Linked DNA regions of Sus scrofa: region 1 is linked to region 2. The links are chromatin contacts, called in public Hi-C maps. All regions are on one chromosome and are shown on one strand. The core of a region is the stretch at or near the end of the contact, and the rest is flanking DNA. Distances in the headings are between cores, read along the strand shown.

Region 1 (5,971 bases), core at 2,954-5,453, 70 kb before region 2:
CACAGGAACGCCAGATCCTAGCCACAATCTGCGGCCTACACACCACAGCTCATAGCAACACCGGATCCTTAACCCACTGAGAGAGGCCAGGGATTGAACCCACATCCTCATGGATACCAGCGGGGCTCGTTACCGCTGAGCCACGATGGGAACTCCAATCGCTACAATTTATTGAGCACTTAGTATGTGCCAGACCCAGACACGCACTTCATGCAAATCACTGTTGTCAATGAGGAAAGAAATTCAGGAAGACGTGTCCCAAGTCACATCCCGATTTCTGCCTTCTTTTTTCATCCCAAAGCCTTTCTTCATCAGCCTCTGGAGGGCTGGGGTCATGATCCCCTTGGCGGGTGAGCATCTTGCTCCCAGCCCACTAGGAACCACAGACCCCTCAGTCTCACCAAGGCCAGTGTGTCTTGCTGTCCACCAGGACCTGGAGTTGTCTGATTCCTGGGAAATTTGACATCACAGGCCCTCTGCCTCTGTTCCAATATTTTTTTTTTTTTTTTTTTTTTTTTTTTTTTTTTTTTTTTTTTTTTGCTTTTTTAGGGCCGCATCTGCGCCATATGGAAGTTCCCAGGCTAGGGGTCCAATCGGAGCTGTCGCTGCTGACTTATGCCACAGCCACAGCAACGCCAGGTCCGAGCCGTGTCTGTGACCTACACCACAGTTCACAGCAACGCCGGATCCTTAACGCACTGAGCAAGGCCAGGGATCAAACCTGCATCCTCATGGATCCTAGTCAGGTTTGTTAACTACTGAGCCACAATGGGAACTCCTTCTTTTATTCATTTTCTATCAAATCTTTATTTCGCTCCAGCATGTGCCAGACAAGGCAGGGTACCAGGGCCACAGGTCCTGAGGAAACAGTTTGCCCCCAAGCCTTTTCCATTTCATAAAGAAACACAAGGCTGCAGGCCCACAGGGACCCGTGGCCCTGGGTGGCCCTAAAGAGATCCAGGCAGGCCAGGAGCTGCCTCCACCTGACATTGCAGAGCCGGGGGCCACTTGGCCTAAGTCCTGGAATTCAGAAAGATTTTTAAGGCTAGATTCTTAAACATTATCTCCAGAAGATATCCTAAGGGTGGCCACAGCCACCTCCTGATAGGGTTGAGGGAGCAAGGTGGCCATCAGGCCACTCCAAACTTCTGTCCCATGAATCTCGCCAGAAGCACATAAGAATGTATTTTCTGGGAGTTCCCACTGTGGCTCACTGGGTTAAGAACCTGACATAGTGTCTGTGAGAATGAGGGTTTGATCCCTGGCCTCAATCAGTGGGTTAGGGATCTGGCATTACCGTGCGTGGTGGGTGTAGGTGCAGATATGGGTCAGATCTGGCGTGGCTGTGGTGTAGGCCAGCAGCTGCAGCCCCAGTTCAACCCCTGGCCTGGAAACTTCCATATGCTGCAAGTGCAGCCTTAAAAAGAAAAAAAAAAAAAAAATAGAATGTACCCTATGTAAATCCTGCCACTGTCCCACGTCTAGCCTAACTGCACTGCTGTGACTGCGTTCCTATTTGTGTGTATCTGGTTTTTAAGGGTACACATTTATTCCATGCAGATGTTAAAAACCTATTGTATAATCATTTTTGCATTCCTGCTTTGGAAGGTGTTCATTTTCAACATTCTAGGCGTCTCAGGAGATGGCAGTGACCGGGTGTTGGCGAGGTCCTCTGGTCTCCATCCTGAAAGCCCTGAGCAAAACCTACAGAGAAGCAAGGTGAGGCCAGCACCCATGCTCGTGCCTCTCTCTCTCTCTCTCCCTCTCTCTCTCCCTCTCTCTCTCCCTCTCTCTCTCCCTCCCTCTCTCCCTCCCTCTCTCTCTCTCTCTCTCTGGGCCTGGGAGCCAGGAGTCCAGGCCTTTCCCGGAGGCTCCTTCTGCCAGGTTCTGGCCTGGGGGCTCGGCCCTCTCCCCGGGGCCAGATACCTGGGTGCGGGTGGGGCTCCTTCCTGGGAGAAGGCCAGGGTGGGCCTCTGGGGCTTCTGGCCGAGGAGTGGGCTGTTTTCCAGAGTCTGGCGATGCTTCCGTAGCGTCACTGGATTTCAGGCCCGCCGCTAGCTTGAGTCACGGGAAGCTGAGCCAGGACGGGCAAGGGCAGGCCTCGAAGGGATCAGAGGGACGCATTTTAGGGCACTTTTAAAGTTCAAGGTAAAGGCAGGGCCTTGCTGCCATGGGTCCTGTGGGTCCCAGCAGAGCCTGTTTTTGCCTTTTGCACCCAGCTCCTGGGGGTGAGGAGGGGAGCTTCCAGAATCCCAGGGCTCCACACACAGATGTGGGTGGAGGGGCAGCTCCTGCAAGACTCTGAGCCAGGCCGCTGCTCCGCCAGCTCCCCAGAGGGGCCGGCTTCGGATGGGCTACACCTGCCTGGACTCCACCCCTCTTGCTGGCCCAGTTTTTTTCCTCCGTCCAGGTGATAACACCCAGCACCGCCAACTTTCTGGTGAACGAGCTCAGAGGCCCTTCTCAGTCGGATGTCAACATTCGAAGAAGAGCCCCATTCTTGGTTTTTAACTTTACCTATGAATTTGGCCAACTGGTTTCCTCCCCCCAAGAACGAGAGCAACAAGAGAAGAAATCCGAAACATACCTGAAGCTGTAGGAAGATCAGAGCAACGAGGACAAAGAAGCAAAGGGACACTTAACAGAAACATCTTTCGACGAGGGAACAGAACAGTATGTCAACAGGATGTCAGACTGACCATTTCTGGTGTTTGTCGGTTTTACAGCCAGAAACGGAGTGACTTTCCACCTTGGGTATAGACGGAAAAGCACTGAAATGTCCCCTCCCTACTCCAAGTGATTGGAAATATTAAGGCTCCTATAAAAGTCACATAATTAATTTCCAATGGAGTAGGTATTAAGCCAAAGTCTGTAAATATGCTCAGGAAGCCCATTTTCCCAGTATTTTTAAGTTCTTTTTTTCTACTTCCTAGGAAGCTTTTGCTATGTTCTGTCAACATACTTAAAACTGCAACTTCTAACCACAAAATAAGAAAAAGAATATACAGGAGAAAAAAATTTAGATGGCCAAAACCTCCTCCATAGACTGTGTCTCATTTAATCCCCCTAAACGTCCATTAAGGCAGAGATTATAACTCCCACTTTACAGGTGAGGAAACTGGGGCCAGGGAGGCTCAACAGGGCCCAGGGACTTGCAGCTGTTGGGAAGTGGCAGGAGGCCCATTCCCTTTGGCTCTACCCACAAGAGGGGACAGAGGAGACGATGAAGCCTTGATGGCGGCAGCAGGGTGGGACCAGGTGGGGTGTCCTCGCCCAGCCGCAGCCTCGTGGTGCCCTGACCCCAGGCAGCGGGGCTCTAGAGCTCATGCCCCAGACCATGAGAGCAGCGTGGTAATTCCCTGCTAATGTGGGTCTCTCTGAGATGATGAGTTCCTTAAGGGGAAGGACCTGTCCTGTTTGCCACGGTGGCCACAGTGTCAGCTCTGTGCCTGGCACACAGGAGGCAAGCAAGCATCAGTTCAATGAACCACTGACCTCTAAGCTTCGGAGGTAAGGTAATGGGTTGAGTTCCATTAAGAGAGCAATTGCAGGGAGTTCCCATGTGGTGCAGTGGGTTAAGGCCCTGGCATGGTCACTGAAGGGGCTCAGGTTGCTGCTGTGGCACAGGTTCAGTCCCTGGCCCAGGAACATCCACATGCTGATGGCGCAGCCAAAAAAAAAAGTAATTCCATGTGCTAGGCACATAGTAGGTCCTCAAGAGGAAATGGGGTTGATGATTAGCAATGATCCAATGATCAGTCCTTTGCCTTAAGAGGGGGCTGACCTAGCCCCCCTTTGCACCTCTAGGCTGCTATTGGAGAAACCATGGTGGGGGGGCAGTCCCCCAGCCCAAACTGAGCCCAGAGGCCCCCCGACCACAGATTTCCTTGCCTCTCCTTGAGCATGGCCCTCCAGACTTCTGGAATTGGGGCCCAAGAGGGAAAAGAGACATAAGCCACAAAGCCAGTGGGTCTAAGTCCAGTTTGGTGGCTGCAAACCAGGACACCCCTCCCAGGGACGTGGGGGCAAAGTGGGAGTGCAGCTGGAGCAGAAGGAGAGGAGGGGGCTGTGTGGCTCATCTCCTCTGGCTGGGGTCCCTAGGACCCCCGCTGACGGCATCAGAAGCGCCCACTGGGCTGAGGGATGTGCTTTCTGAGTGTGACACCCATTGGCCAACAGAGGACAGCAAATACATTTTTTATGATCCTGGGAGGCTGAGTCCAGTCACATTTACTTGAAAAGAGGCCTGGCGGTTCTAGGGGACTAGTCATGTCTCAGTTATGTGGATCCTCTTCGGGATCCTCATCAACACTTCTGGGATGATCTGGGGGTTCTGGGAAAAGGGTGCGGTGGGGGGCAGATTTCCGAGAGGTCACTGGGTTGTGAGGGATCGTCACCCTAACTGTTGGAACCTTAGGTAGTTTGGGGAGGGGGGAGTGGCTTATAGGGGGAGGGGAGCGGGTGTCAGCACCAGGGGTCAGATCTTTGGGGGGTAGCGAGGGTACGCTCATGCCCCACCCCCACTCCCCAATTTCCAGCCTATCTCCCAGAGCCCGGCACTGTGAAAGTGGAAACAGGGGGGCTTTGGAATGGCGAAGGGGAAGCACAACTTTATTTTTTGGCCTGAAGGTGGGTTGGTATTTTGGGGGAGTTCTTGGGATCAGAACACGCCCATCCCATGTCAAACTTGGGGCTTCTAGGGGACTCCGGTGATGCCAGAGGTGGTAAGGGGCCACCAAGGGGGTAGGTGGCCAGGTGTGGGAGCCAGCGTTGCTGCAGCCCCTACTTCTACGGTGGGTCGGGGGAGTGTGAAAAATCGGAGGAAGGGCTCAAAGCGCCGACTGGCACGGAGTGTTCCCGAAAGGAGGAGGGGGGGCGAGTCTGAATTTTAAGTAGATGTGTCCCCATTCAGACGCCCCTGGCTGAGGAATCCCGGGAGCGCATTTGGAGGAATCCTACCCGCCCCCCAGGAGGGAGGCCCAGCCTAGGCTCCCTCCTCCGGGCCACGGGGGTACTGGAGGTGGGGAACCTCCCCTCTCCCCGTGCCCCCCAGTTTGGAGAACCCCAGGCTCTGCCCCCACAGGTCCAGGCTGACGTCGCCGCCGCATTTCTAGGAATGCCCCTATCCGCTGACTATATTTGGCGAGGGTTTCTAGGAAGGCCCCCCCCCGCCCCCGGCCCCCGCCCCAGCCCCCACCCGGGGCAGGCGGGCGCGCTCGGCTTCCAGGCTCTCGCCCTCTCTCCCGGGCCGGGGAGGAGCCGCCCCGCCGCCTGGGCCGCCGCCGCCGCGCCGCCGCCTCCCCAGCGCGACCAACCCCGGGCTGACCCAGCCCCCGCCCCGGGCCGGCCATAGGGCGTGGGGTGCGGGGAGCGGGAGGGGGGGCCGGGCCGGGTGGGGGGGCGGGGGCGCGGCTTTGTGGCGGCAGCGGACCGTGGAGGCCGGGTGCAGCCCCGTCGGCTCCGCGCTCTCGGCAGGAAAGGCTTTTCTACGCCCCCCGCCCATCACTTGGATCTGCTCTGGGGAGGTGGGGGGATATTTTTCTGAATGTCCCCCCGACACGCACCATGGTGAAGGATTTGAGGCTGGACTCTAATCGAGGCGGAGGCGGCAGGGCCCGCGGGGCGCCCCCAGCCCCGCACACGCCTCCCGGGAGCCCGGGAAGGCGCAGCCCCGGGGGGCCCCCTGCACCCCCGGAGGAGGCAGCGGCGGTGAGTCTCCCCGTTTTTCCTGCATGGCACCCCTCCCCCGGGCCAGGGCAGGAGCCGCGGCAGGTGGGTGCCCAGGCCCCCCGGGGCAGAAGGGGGTGCGGGGCGGCTGCTTGGGGGGGTGGGTGGCAACGCGACCTGGGAGGTGGCGGCGGGGGAAGCGCGCGGCTCTCCCGGGACCCGGCGCTAGACGCTTGTCTGGGAGGGGATCCGCCGCCGCCGCCGCCGCCGCTGCCACCCCCCGAGGCGGCGGAGCTGGGCTCCC
Region 2 (6,118 bases), core at 1,415-3,914:
CGTCAGAACAGACCCCTATTCACCCCCCATTCTGACTACAGTCCCAAGCCAGTTGGGGTCCAGAGGCCCTGAGCCCTGATATTTTCTTCTGAGCCCTTTCCAGCTGAGCCAGTTTGGACTCTGGCTCCAAAAAGAACTTACTCCGTAGTCCAGGTAGAGACCCACTGTGGAGCCCCGCCAGGACCTGCCCTGAAAACAGAGACATTCGATGCCCTTGGGTCCAGAATATGTAAAGAACTCTGACAGCTCAATAAGAGGAAAACAAACAACCCAATCAAAAGTGAGCAAAATAGCTGAATGAACATTTCTCCCAAAAAGGTTTATAAGAGGTCAACCAGACCGCAGAAGGATGCTCGGCATCACTGGCCATGAGAGGAGATGCAAGTCAAAACCACAACGAGATGCCCCTTCATGCCCATGGGGATGGCTAGAATCAAGCAGCCAGACAATAAAGACATTAGTGAAGATGTAGAAGGAACTGGAAACTTTCTGTAAAATAGAGCAGCTGCTCCAGAAAACAGCTCTTCAGAAAGTTAAACAGAGTTACTACATGATCCAGCAATTCCACACCTGGGTATCTGCAAAATGAAAAAGAAGTGGAAGCATAGCATTTGCATAGACTTATGCAGGCATATTTATAGTGGCATTATTCACAGCAGCTCCAAAGTAAAAACAACCAAATGTCCGCCAACTCATGAATAGATAAACACAACAGTGGCACTCCACGCAATGGAATATTACTCAGCCATGAAAAGGAGTGGATTCTTTTTTTTTTTTTTTTTTTTTTGTCTTTTTAGGGCTGCACCTGTGGCATATGGAGGTTCCCAGGCTAGGGGTCCAATCGGAGCTATAGCCACCCACCTACACCACAGCCACAACAACACCAGATCTGAGCCATGTCTGCGATCTGTACCACAGCTCATGGCAATGCTGGATCCTTAACCCCCTGAGCAAGGCCAGGGATTGAACCCACAAGCTCATGGTTCCTCGTTGGATTCATTAACAACTGAGCCATGACGGAAACTCCAAAAAAAGGAGCGCATTCTGATACTTGCTACAATATGGATGAACCTCAAAAAAGCATGCTAAGTGAAAAAAGCCAATCACAAAAGACCATGTACAAAGAGTTCCCACTGTGGCACAGTGGAGTTGGCAGCATCTCTATAGGCAGGATGCAGGTTCGATCCCCGGCCTGGCACAGTGGCTGAAGGATTCAGCACTGCTACAGCTGCAGCATAGGTTGCAACTGTGGCTTGGATCTGCTCTTTGGCCCAGGAACTCCATCTGCCATGGGTGTCGTGGAAAAAGAAAAAAGGGGGACAAACCCCACATACAGTATGATTCTGTTTATATAAAACAGCCAGAAAAGGTAAACCTAGAGAAGCACAAAGCAGCTGGGTGCCTGTCTGGATCTGAGGGTCGGCGGGGGAATGGCAGCAAGTGGGCAGAGGCTTCCTTTCCGGGATGAAAATGTAAACTGAGATTGTGATGAGGATGGCCCAGCTGTGAACTGACCAAAATTCATAGAATTGTGCACTTCAAACAAATGAATATTTGGGGAATGTTAAGTACACCTCGAGGAAGCTGTTAACGAGAAGGCCTCCTGGACCCAGAGAGGTAAGTGAAGGCCCCCCCAACCCTGGGTAGACCCTGCCCGAGGGTGGGACGGCCCCAAGCAGCCTTCTTCATCTGTAAAGCAGATACAGGGACTGCCAGGGGGGTGGCTGTGCCCACGTGTACCCCCTCCAGGCCATCTAGCTGAGGACAGACCCCAGGAGGGAGGAGGCAGGGGGGCCAAGGGAAGGAGCACTGCTATTTGGGGCATCAGCTCCTTCTCCTGCCTCCGAGTGAACCAGCCAGAAGGCTTGGGCAACATGAACTTACGTAGGTGCCAACTGAGACAATGGACCTGGGACCAGTCCCTACCGACCCCTACTGTCCCCCAGGGTCAGGGACACCATCGGAACTCCAGCCCTAGGCTCTCTGGGCAGAACAGGAGCCCTCTCCCCATGAGATGCCCCACCAGGGCTCGAGACCAAGGGGGCACTGGCAGTGTAGACGGGTGGTTATGAGCACAGGCTCTGGGCTCGGACAGCCTGGTTCAAATCCCAGCTTGGTCACTAGGTAGCTGTTTCATACCCAGCCAGTTTCATCACCTCTCAGAGCCTCAGCTTCCTTATCCCAGAACTGGCCATCGTGTGCCAGTGCCCGCATCGGGGACTCTGGCAGGAGTTAGAGCAGAGGACACAGAACGTTCTGAGAGCGTCATCCTCTGTTTGCTGTGACCTCCTCCTGAGCAAGCTCTCACATCGAAGGCGGGGCTGGACAGGTGGGAAGAGACCAACAGGACTGTGCAGCCCATTAGACTGGAGAGCTTGTCCTTTGCACCCCAGAACCTCGAACAGAGGAGGAAGGATGGAGAAGCGGATCAGAACCCTCCTGGAAAGCGGCACAGCTGCTGTGGAACAGTCAGGTGGTTCCTCCCACAGCGGGACACAGCGTGACCCTGTGACCCAGCAGTTGCCCTCTTGCGTACGTACCTAAGAGAACGGACGACTTAGCCCCAACGCAAAAACTCATACACATGTTTGTAGCAGCGCCATTCACGGGAGCCGAAGAGCGGAAACCACCCAGATGTCCATCAACGACTGAACGAGCCAAATGGAATGTGTCCAGACGATGGAGGATCATCCACCATCAAAAGTCCCGACACGGGCCAGGACACGGACGAACCTTGAAAACGCGAAACGCAGCCAGAAACAAAAGGTCACGTAGTCCATGATTTCATTCATATCAAAGTCCAACTCGGGACATGCAAGAAACAGAAAGCAGATGGTGGGGTCTGGAGCTCCAGAGAGGGCGGAGGGGAGGGCGGAGAGCTAATGGGTACCAGGTTTCTTTCTGAGAGGTTGAAAACGTTCTAAAATTGACACTAGGGATGGTTGCACCTGTCTGTAAACACACTAAAACTCCCTGGATGGCACCTGCCAATGGCTGAAACGTATGGTGCGTGATCTATATTTGAATACGACTGTTTAAAACAGGAAAGAATCTCAGTTTGGACATCGAAGGATCTTCAGGCCCACTGGGTCCAACTGTGTCCCCACAGATAAGGTCACTCAGGGCTTCCTGGCACCCGCTGACCCAAAGGAAGGGTGTGGCGGGGCGGGCACTTAGCCTGGGCAGGGGGAGGCAGGGGCACAGGAACAGGGCACATCTCTTGCTTGACTATGGTGAGCTCTATGCGGACCCCTGGCCCCCACCTGACCCCGATCCTTTGAGGAGCCCAGGGTCCTTCTTCTCTGCCGAGATAAAGGGGTGGTGGGGGAAGTCGTTTTGACATCTGCTCTGGGCCACTCCGCTCAGAGGCCCGAGGCTGTCTTCTCTCTGCTCTCCCTCTCCCCAGGGTCCAGAGAGCCTCCTGGGCTTTGGAAGAGGTGCTCTGGGATTGGATGGCTGTTCTCGGCTGCTCCCCCAGCTCCTCAAGGGCCCCCAGCGCACTGAGATGATCCCGTGAACCCCAGGACACACACCGAGGCTGTGGCCAAGGGGTGAGAAGGAGGCGTGGGCTCGAAGATCACGTCCCCACAAATGGGTACATGCTTTTACTGGGGCCTAGATCTTTCCAGAGGAACAGGGAGGCCCTGGGTGGAGGATGGGAGGGGGAGGACCTAAGGGTACAGGGTGGAGTCACCCCGGGGGCAGAGAGAGGGCAGCAGGGGAGGGAGAGGTCTCGGGAGCCACCAGAATTGCCCTCAGCTCTGAATCTAAGAGCCCAGAGAGGGTCCCAGGAAACGCTCTAAGCCACCCTCTAAGCTGCCCCTCCCAGCCCTGGATCCATCACCAACCAGAGGCACCAGCCACCCAGTGGCTCTAGAGCCTTCGGTGGCTCCCCAGCACCTCAAACCTCATCTCCACCCCTGCCTTAGGGGCTTGGTCCTGGACCCAGTCCTCTGAGGCCTCCTTGGTTTGCTACAGGCTTTTCCCAGCTGCCTCTCCCCTGCTTCCCCGAGTAAATTCTATTCAATTTTCAAAACTTCCCTCCAACCCCCACAGCAGTCACCCCTGACAGCCTGCAGGAACACTTTTCCTCATCTTTGTTCTATGCAGATGTGAAAGGCAAACTACAAACTGAAAACTATTCACAATGTTTGATAAAAATGCTATTATAGCTTATTTTATTTGTTGTCTTTTTAGGGCCACACTTGTGGCATATTAAGTTCCAAAGCTAGGGGTCCAATCAGAGCTACAGCTGCGACCTACACCACAGCTCATGGCCACACCAGATCCTTAACCTATCGAGCGAGGCCAGGGATCGATCCTGCATCCTCATGGATACTAGTCAGGTTTGTTACCACTGAGCCATGGTAGGAACTCCTTGTTGTTTATATTTTAAGCAAAAAAGAAAAAACAAAAAACAAGGCCTATAATGGTGAATATAGCACGCTTTTGTATTAGACAAGAAGAAATAAGAATATCTATATCTACCTTTTTTGGGTTTTTTTTTTTGTTTGTATTTTTTATGCCTGTACCCACAGCATATAAAAGTTCTCAGGCAGGAATTGAACTCTCACCTCCACAGTGACCCAAGTTGCTGCAGTTAGGTTCTTAACTCACCACGCCACAGTGGGAATTCCCTGTTATATTTATTTTTGCAAAAAGAAAGGAAAATGAACAGAAACTGGTGAAAATGGTCACGCAAAGGAAGCTGGTTGGGATTGGAGTAGAGCGGGGAGGGATGTGAGTGGCATCCCTGACCTCATTTTATTTGTGTGTTGTTTTATTCTCTGTAAATGAGATAAGAGGAAAAGAAAGCAACCCCCCAATATGAATCCAAAACAGAAACAAGTGAACCCAAGTGTCTATCAGATTGATAACCACACTGAGAAGAGTATTTCTCAGAACTTTTGAACACAGTGATCGGACTGCACTTCCTCAGAGTGATACATTCTAAGGACAAAAAGAAATGTGAAGGAATCTTAAACAGCACCCATGGGTTTTTTAAAAATTGAAGTGAAATTCACAAAACATAAAACTAACCCATTGAAAGCTTACAAGTCAACGGCATTTAGTACATTCACAATGGTATGCAACCATTGCTGTTATCTAGTTCTAAAACATTTTCATTTCTCCCCTCCAATAAAATCCCCAAACCATTAAGCAGTCATTCCTCGTTCCCCTCTCCCCATTAATCTTTCCATCTCCTGTAGGTTTATTTTAGAAGTCATTGCTATTACAATTTTGGAAATATGCTATACTTATTGTAGGATAAAGCAAAGGATAAATATGAATGTTATTAGATTTTCGGTGTAAGAGAAAAGAATTATAGATATAATGTCAAAGTAGTTCAAACGAATAGGTATTTGTACACACATGTTCATAGCAGCATTACTCACAATAACCAAACGGTAGAAACAAGTCATAGCTCCACAAACTGATAAATGGATAAGCAAAATGTGGTATAAATATACAATGGAATATTATGCTGTCTTGAAAAAGGTGGCAATTCTGACACATGCTACAATTTGCATGAACCTTGAAAACATTACGTTAATTGAAAGAAAAACAGTCACAGACATTCCCTTGTGGCACAGATGGTTAAGGATTCAGCATCACAGCAGCTGTGGCACAGGTTCAATCCCTGACCTGAGAACTTCCACCAAAAAAAAAAGGAAGGAAAGAACCAGTCCCAAAAGTATGAATATTATATGATTTCATTTATATGATGTATGTAGAGTAGTCACATGCCTAGAAAGGAGACTGGTGGTTACCAGGAGCTGGGAAGGAAAGGTAATGGGGATTTTTTTTTTTTTTTTGGCCACACCCATGACATATGGAAGTTCCTATACCACAGTAGCATCCCAAGCCACTGCAGTGACAACAAAGGATCCTTAACCCACTGTGCCACAAGGAGATTCTGGGGAGTTATTTTTTAATGAGTGTATCATTTCAGTTTGGGATGATAAAAACTGTGTGATAAGGGATGGTGGGTGATAGCTGCAAAACAATGTGAAGGTACTTAATGTCCCTGAATTGTTTGCTTAAAGATGGTTAAGATGGTAAATTTTATGTCATATTTTTTAATGCAATAAAAAGTCATTAAGAAATAACTCTTGCC

The links. Hi-C and Micro-C count contacts between places; a contact is called where the count stands out from the background.
Region 1: a Hi-C map of liver shows a contact between it and region 2, with 2.3 times the contacts expected there. A contact is called at or near these places in 1 of 5 promoter capture datasets (liver), 9 of 47 Hi-C or Micro-C datasets (embryonic fibroblasts, fetal skeletal muscle, liver and 2 more) and 1 of 2 datasets of targeted methods (skeletal muscle).

The regions. Positions count from the first base shown.
Region 1 is chr3:28,914,398-28,920,368 of Sscrofa11.1, reverse strand. No RefSeq gene overlaps it. Among named protein-coding and RNA genes, the nearest start is that of MIR365-1, 9.2 kb to the right of the region's middle.
Region 2 is chr3:28,842,472-28,848,589 of Sscrofa11.1, reverse strand. No RefSeq gene overlaps it. Among named protein-coding and RNA genes, the nearest start is that of MIR365-1, 63 kb to the left of the region's middle.